Linked DNA regions of Sus scrofa: region 2 is linked to region 1. A link is a contact called in public Hi-C data. All regions are on one chromosome and are shown on one strand. The core of a region is the stretch at or near the end of the contact, and the rest is flanking DNA. Distances in the headings are between cores, read along the strand shown. Region 1 overlaps LTBP1 (latent-transforming growth factor beta-binding protein 1). Region 2 holds the start of LTBP1 (latent-transforming growth factor beta-binding protein 1).

What was found. A called contact is a pair of places that touch in the nucleus more often than the background predicts.
Region 2: a contact with region 1 is called in a Hi-C map of embryonic fibroblasts, with 2.7 times the contacts expected there. The contact joins the promoter of LTBP1 here to the enhancer-like site in region 1. A contact is called at or near these places in 16 of 47 Hi-C or Micro-C datasets (embryonic fibroblasts, epiblast stem cells, fetal heart ventricle and 10 more) and 1 of 2 datasets of contacts at active chromatin or transcription factors (skeletal muscle).

What each region holds. Positions count from the first base shown.
Region 1 is chr3:106,327,034-106,330,117 of Sscrofa11.1, reverse strand. The region is part of intron 33 of LTBP1 (latent-transforming growth factor beta-binding protein 1); the gene reads left to right. Among named protein-coding and RNA genes, the nearest start is that of RASGRP3, 110 kb to the right of the region's middle. Within about 2 kb of position 1,422, at least 5 of the 83 cell types and tissues checked have an H3K27ac peak or open chromatin away from gene starts, as enhancers often do. A contact at or near this core is called in embryonic fibroblasts, where this site is marked.
Region 2 is chr3:106,723,119-106,726,202 of Sscrofa11.1, reverse strand. LTBP1 (latent-transforming growth factor beta-binding protein 1) reads left to right here and starts at 1,665. Exons shown (of 36, transcript XM_021087653.1): 1 at 1,665-2,131. The coding sequence starts at 1,665. It overlaps LOC110260038 (a long non-coding RNA gene), which reads right to left and starts at 2,707. Exons shown (of 2, transcript XR_002342794.1): 1 at 2,256-2,707; 2 at 204-1,256.

The DNA of each region.
Region 1 (3,084 bases), core at 173-2,672:
GGACTTATTAATGATGGCCATTCTGACTGGTGTGAAGTGGTATCTCATGGTAGTTTCGATTTTCATTTCTCTAATAATCAGTGATGTTGAGCATTGTTTCAAGTGCTTGTTGGCCATCGGTATATCTTCCTTGGAGAAATGTCTATTTAGTTCTCTTGCCCATTTTTCTACTGGGTTCTTGGGCTTTTTTGCTGTTGAGTTGTTAGCTCTTTAATAAATTAGGTTTTTTAGCTTGGAAGTAACTTCAAACCAATGTAGCATAAAAAAGAAAATAATTTGAAATGACAGAAAAAGAATAGCAGAGGATGAAGAGCCAATATGTAAAGATATAGATGGTAAGAAGAAGAGTAGCCCCGAAATGGAAAGAGTGTGTGTTCTGGGGCCAAACAGTCTGATTCTGGAATTCAGATTCAGCAGGTGCTGGACCTGGGAAAAATAACCTCACCCAGTGAAGATCATTTGTAAAATGAAGGCATCTCTCTGGTTGGCTTGTTGTGCGAATGGGGAGGATGTAGGAAGAGCAGGAACACGAGGAGTGTGGCATCTCACTAGCATTGCTGCTGCCTCTGTTCCTGGAGGCAGATGCCACAGGAGAGGAAGGTGAAATCTGCAGGAAACAAATATAGTGGGGCTTAAGTTACCTTCTCATGATGCTCATACCTTACACTTTCTATTTAAGCAAATTTTTTTTGGCTGTTTAATTTTTTTTAATATATATTCCTTCTGAATAACTAATCAGACATTATGTCCCCCTCTAGCTTCCTCATCACAGCAGAACTCTGCTCCTTGAAGGTGTTCACTCTTAACAGTTTATATTTTTTAATCTTCCATGTGTTTTTTTATACACATCGATTCTTATTATTTATATTACTTATTGTTACACATTTATATTTAAGAGAATATGTAAAGCTGAAATCTGTATCATTGATTTAAGGCACACTTTGGTTTCTGTTTTATGCTTCTGCATCTCTGAAATTGGGGGTATCTTACAACTGATGGCATCTATCAATGGCCACAAGCCATTTTTTCACATTTCAATGTTATCCAGATATGCCTTACAATCTAGGCTATCTTAGAACTGAATAAAGATGGTGACTTTTAAATGGCTGCACAGCCTCTGTTTTATGGATGTACAGGCAGACCTTGGAGATATTATGGGTTTGGTTCCAGGACCCCATAATAAAGGGAATATTGCAATAAAGCAAGTTACCCAAAATTTTAGTTTCCCAGGGTATATAAAAGTTATATTTATACTGTACTGCCATCTATTAAGTGTGCAATAGCAATATGTCTATTAAAACAAGGCACGTACCTTAATGGAAAAGTACTGGATTGCTGAAAAATGCTGACTGTGATCAGAGTCTTCCATGAGTCATCCTTTTGCTAGTGGAGGCTGGATGTCGATGCCTGCTGACTAATGAGGGTGATGGTTGCTGGAGGTGGGGGTGCCTGTGGTAATTTCTTAAGACAACAGTGACGTTTGCCACCTCAGTTGATTCTTCCTTCACAGACAATTTCTCTGCAGTATGCAATACTCTTTAATAGCATGTTACCTACAGTAGAACTTCTTTCAGAATTCAAGTCAGCCCTATCAAGCCCTGCCACTGCTTTATCAACTCAGTTCATGTAATATTCTAATCCTTTGCTTCAACGATCAATTACATTTTCTGTCTCATGTGGATAGGGTTTGTGGCACCCAAAAATAATTACAACACTAACATCCAAAGATCACTGATCACCATAACAAATAAGTAATAATAATAGGAGTTCCCTTCATGGCTTAGCAGTTAATGAACCCAACTAGGATCCATGAGGATGTGGGTTCGATCCCTGGGCTCGCTCAGTGGGTTAAGGATCTGGCATTGCCGTGAGTTGTGGTGGCAGTCAAAGACACGGCTCAGATCCTGCGTTGCTGTGGCTGTGGTGTAGGCTGGCAGCTGCAGCTCTGATTCGACCCTTAGCCTAGGAACTTCCATATGCCGAGGATGTGGCCCTAAAGAGCAAAAGCCAAAAAAAAGGTAGCAATACTTGTTTGAAATATGGTGAGGACTGCCAAAATGACATACATACAAATGAGCAAATGCTGCTGGAAAAACGGTGCCAATAAACTTGCTTGATGCAGGGTCGCCACAAACCTTCAATTTGTGAAAAGTTCCGTAAACTAAGGCACAGTAATACAAAGTATGCCTGCACCATGTCTTAATCACCTCAAGCGCTGGGCATTTGGGTTCTCTGACCCCCCAGCCCCTGCCCTGTCCTAGTCCTGATTTTCCTATTATAAATATCTAATATATAACTGTAGAAGTACCTTGGGAAGAAAATTCCTACAGATGAAAACACTACGTCCAGAAGTATATGTACTTTAAAGTTGCTATATTCCTCTGCAAAACTCCTGTACAAATGTACTCTCACATTGGCAATGTTTGAAATGCCTTTTTCCTCCTACCCTCTTACCATGGGGTATGCTTCGCCTTTAAAATTGTTATCAGGTGGGACAGATGGGTATCTTACATGCATAGCCCTTATTCCGAGGGAATTTGAGCATGTTTTGTGTATAGATGATTTGTATTTCTTTGTTGGTGAGTGTCATATCCTTTGCCCATTTGGGGAGTTGGACTTGGTGTCTTTTTCTTACTGATTTGTAGGAACTTTGTGCCTGTTTTGTTCACAGACCCAACACGTGGCTTATGGTATCCCTGTTGTTATGGAAACTCTTTTAGGAAAGGTTCAGCATGTATTTTCATTTTATTTTATCCCTGTCCTGATCCTGTGACATATTAAGTAGTTACTGCATGTAAATCTGAGGAGCCAGTGCCTTGGCAAATCAAATCTAATTGACTAAGTTTTTAAAAGAACATTTCAGTATTGTGTTGTTAGAAAGGAATTTTAGAATATTGCCTTATTTTCAACTGATCTAACAAAACACGTTTTAATGTAAATTCAAACAAATCCATGGGAACCAAATATACACTGTATATATAATATTTTTAGGAAAGTATGAGATATGAAGAAATACTGGTACCACACCCAATTTTTTTTTAAAAGTTTAGCATCATTGCTGCACTCTTTCTAGTTAATATATGT
Region 2 (3,084 bases), core at 416-2,915, 400 kb before region 1:
TGTGGTTTTTCAGCTACTTAGGGGCAGTCTTAGGACTGAACTGAGGTCTCTCCCTCCCGCCAGATGCCATTTATTCTGCGACTGTGGCTCTCAGAGTGTGATTCACATGAAACTGCTCCTCAGGCAGATGGACTGAGGTCCTCTCCTGCCAAATCAAATACTGGAGGTCTTTCTCCAATGTACAGAAAAAATAGAATAAGGGATTAAGTTTCCTCAACTTTATTTTCCATCAATTCTTAAAACCATTGTCATTTGTTATCAACTATCTACTAGCCAGGATAAGGCACAAATAAATATGAATATGAACAACAAAGCCTTGGAAACAGACCACCATTCTTAGTTAAATGGATTAAAAAAAAAACAAAAACTGTTCTGACCACGGGTTTTCTATGGCATGCATGTAATGAAACTGTGCATTCTGTTGGAACCATTGTTTTTAATTTAAATGCTAAAAGTAAGTATTATTATTTCATGGTCTTTCCCCCCTCCTCGCAAAAAAAAAAACAAAAAACATCGTGATCCCAGGGACTCTCCCTTGGGACATCATAATCCTATTAATGTGTTTTGGGTCATTTCCAGTGAGTTGCCTTTCCTTTCGGATAAGGGTCTAAGGAACTGATTTTGCTTTAAAAAAATACTAAGAATGGCTTGATGTTGTCATGGATCCTAAATCCTGTATTCCTGTCCTAGAGGTCTCCTCACCAAGAGCAGGGCTGCTCCTGGGGGCGAGTCTTACTGCGGGTTTTCCCCGTCTACGCGGGCGCCCCCTGCTGCCCGTCCTGGTACATGCCCAGCGAGGAATAGGGTACCAGAAGTTGCAGACCCGAAACATTCAGGCGGAGTTTATAGTCCCAAAGAGAACCACCTAAACATTTTCCGATGGACATCACTGCACACTCTGAGCAGTCCTTTCTGGGGCCTGATCTGGTATTTTAATCCAATACCCGCAGAAAGTATCTGAGCAAACATGGCTAAGAAAATGACTGGAAATGCCTTTCAAACAGTCTCAAACGAGTTCAGCCGGGCTTCTAGCAGGAAAGTTCCGTTCAGTGAGTTTGCTGAGTTCTTTGTCCTTTTCTGGGACACAGGACCAGGGAGCGGGGACCTCTGCCTTGCCGACCCGCAGTAACAATCTATGTGGATGTGGAGGGTGGCGGCGCGTTCTCGGGCTCATCTCACGCTTTCCCCAATTAGGATTTACTGCCTGACGTCACGTCTGCCGGAGATTGGCTGTTCAGATCTGACACTCGGTTCCACTGCGAGAGAAACTTTTTAAAGACTCTGCAGCCTGGGCTGCAGCTGAGCGTCCCGCGCGCTCACACCCGCCCTCGCCCACTCTCGGCGGGCCGCGGGCGGGGCACCCCCTACGCCCCCCGGCGCGGCGAGTGGACCTTCACCTAGCAAAGCCCGCGCCCCTCGCCCCTCCCCTCCCGGGCCTCGCGCTCCCCACCCCCACCCCGCCCCCTCCTCCCCGCTGCTTTCGGCTGGGGTCTGGGGCAGCTCAGCCGCCCTCAGAACTTCCTCCCCTGCAACCGAGTTTTCCTCCTCCCCACTTTTCCCCGGCTCCCGGCAGTTTACCGAGGAGCCTAAGCGCGCGCAGGCGGCCGCACCGGGCGAGCCGCACGGCCGGGGGCGGGGGCCGGAGGCGCCGGCTGTGGCCCGCGATGGCGGGGGCCTGGCTCAGGTGGGGGCTCCTGCTCTGGGCAGGGCTGCTCGCGTCGTCCGCGCACGGCCGGGTGCGGAGGATCACCTACGTGGTGCGCCCGGGCCCCGGCCTGGCGGCGGGCGCCTTGCCCCTGGGCGGGCCGGCGCGCCCGCGGACCTTCAACGTCGCACTCAACGCCAGGTACAGCCGCAGCTCGGGGGGCGCCGGGGCCCCCTCGGAGCGGACGCGGCGCACCAGCCCGACCGGCGGCGCGGCCCTGCAGGGGCTCCGGCTGCCACCGCCACCGCCGGAGTCCGCCCGTCCCGGGGGCCCCGGCGGGCAGCTCCACCCCAAGCCCGGCGGTCACCCGGCGGCCGCCCCGATCGCCAAACAAGGCAGGCAAGCGGTGCGCTCCAAAGTGCCGCAGGAGACCCAGAGTGGTGGGGCCTCGAGGCTGCAGGTTCAGCAGAAGCAGCAGCTGCAGGGGTAAGCCCACACCCTCCCTCCTTCCTCGCACGCGCGCTCTGCCCGCGCTGGGACACGCGGGGTCGCGGGCGTCGTGCGCGGTGGGTCCTGCCTTCTCTTCCCGGTTCGCGTCTGCCTGCCTTACTTGGAGCGCGGCGGGTAGAGCCGAGTGCGGGGAAGCCGCGGAACTCTGAGAATAAACTTCGATCGCATTGTTACTGAACTGTGGGTAAACACAAAAGGCATTTCTGCCTGGGGCGTAACCTCCTGTGCACGAACCAAATTACTCCTAGAAGATGGGCGTAAACATGAGGTCACTACAGCTTAATCCCTCAGCATCAATTAAACTTTGCAACTTCAGTTTAACTTTTTTCTAGTTGATGCAAAAAAAACGTTTGGACGAGGCCTGATTGTCAAGATCCAACTCCTGTTATATGACCTAGAATTTTCAGCATCCTACTCATTGTGGGCTTGGCTACCCTGCACCTGTGGGGTCTGCTTTCCTGGGGCCGGGTGCCTTAGCATTGACGGGAGTTTCACTTGGATCGTTTCTGTTATTGGTCTTTTAAAACAGCCTCCTTGCTCCGCCCCCCGCCCCCCCCCCCATTAATCACAGGTTGAGGATGTGAAGGAAAACTTGTTTTGCTTATTGTTTTTTTTTTGTTGTTGTTTTGTTTTTTCTTCGGGAGTGGTTCCAGGCATTGTGATCTCACCCCTGTTTGGACGCTTCTCTTTGAAATTCAGATTCAATTTAAACTGTGGGCGCATATAATGTACAAAATACTCTTGGCTCTCCTGTACTTTTGGAGTTTGGAAAACAGTTTTTTGGACCCTGTTCTCCCCTCCTGTAGAGTTCTAGGTTATGCAGGTTTTGGTTCTCCCATCCTTCCTGGAGGCACTGTCCTTACCTTCCTACCTGGGCAGGTTTGGGTTGGGCATCTTAGGTATCTGCTAGGACTCTCTGGAAGCCAGAG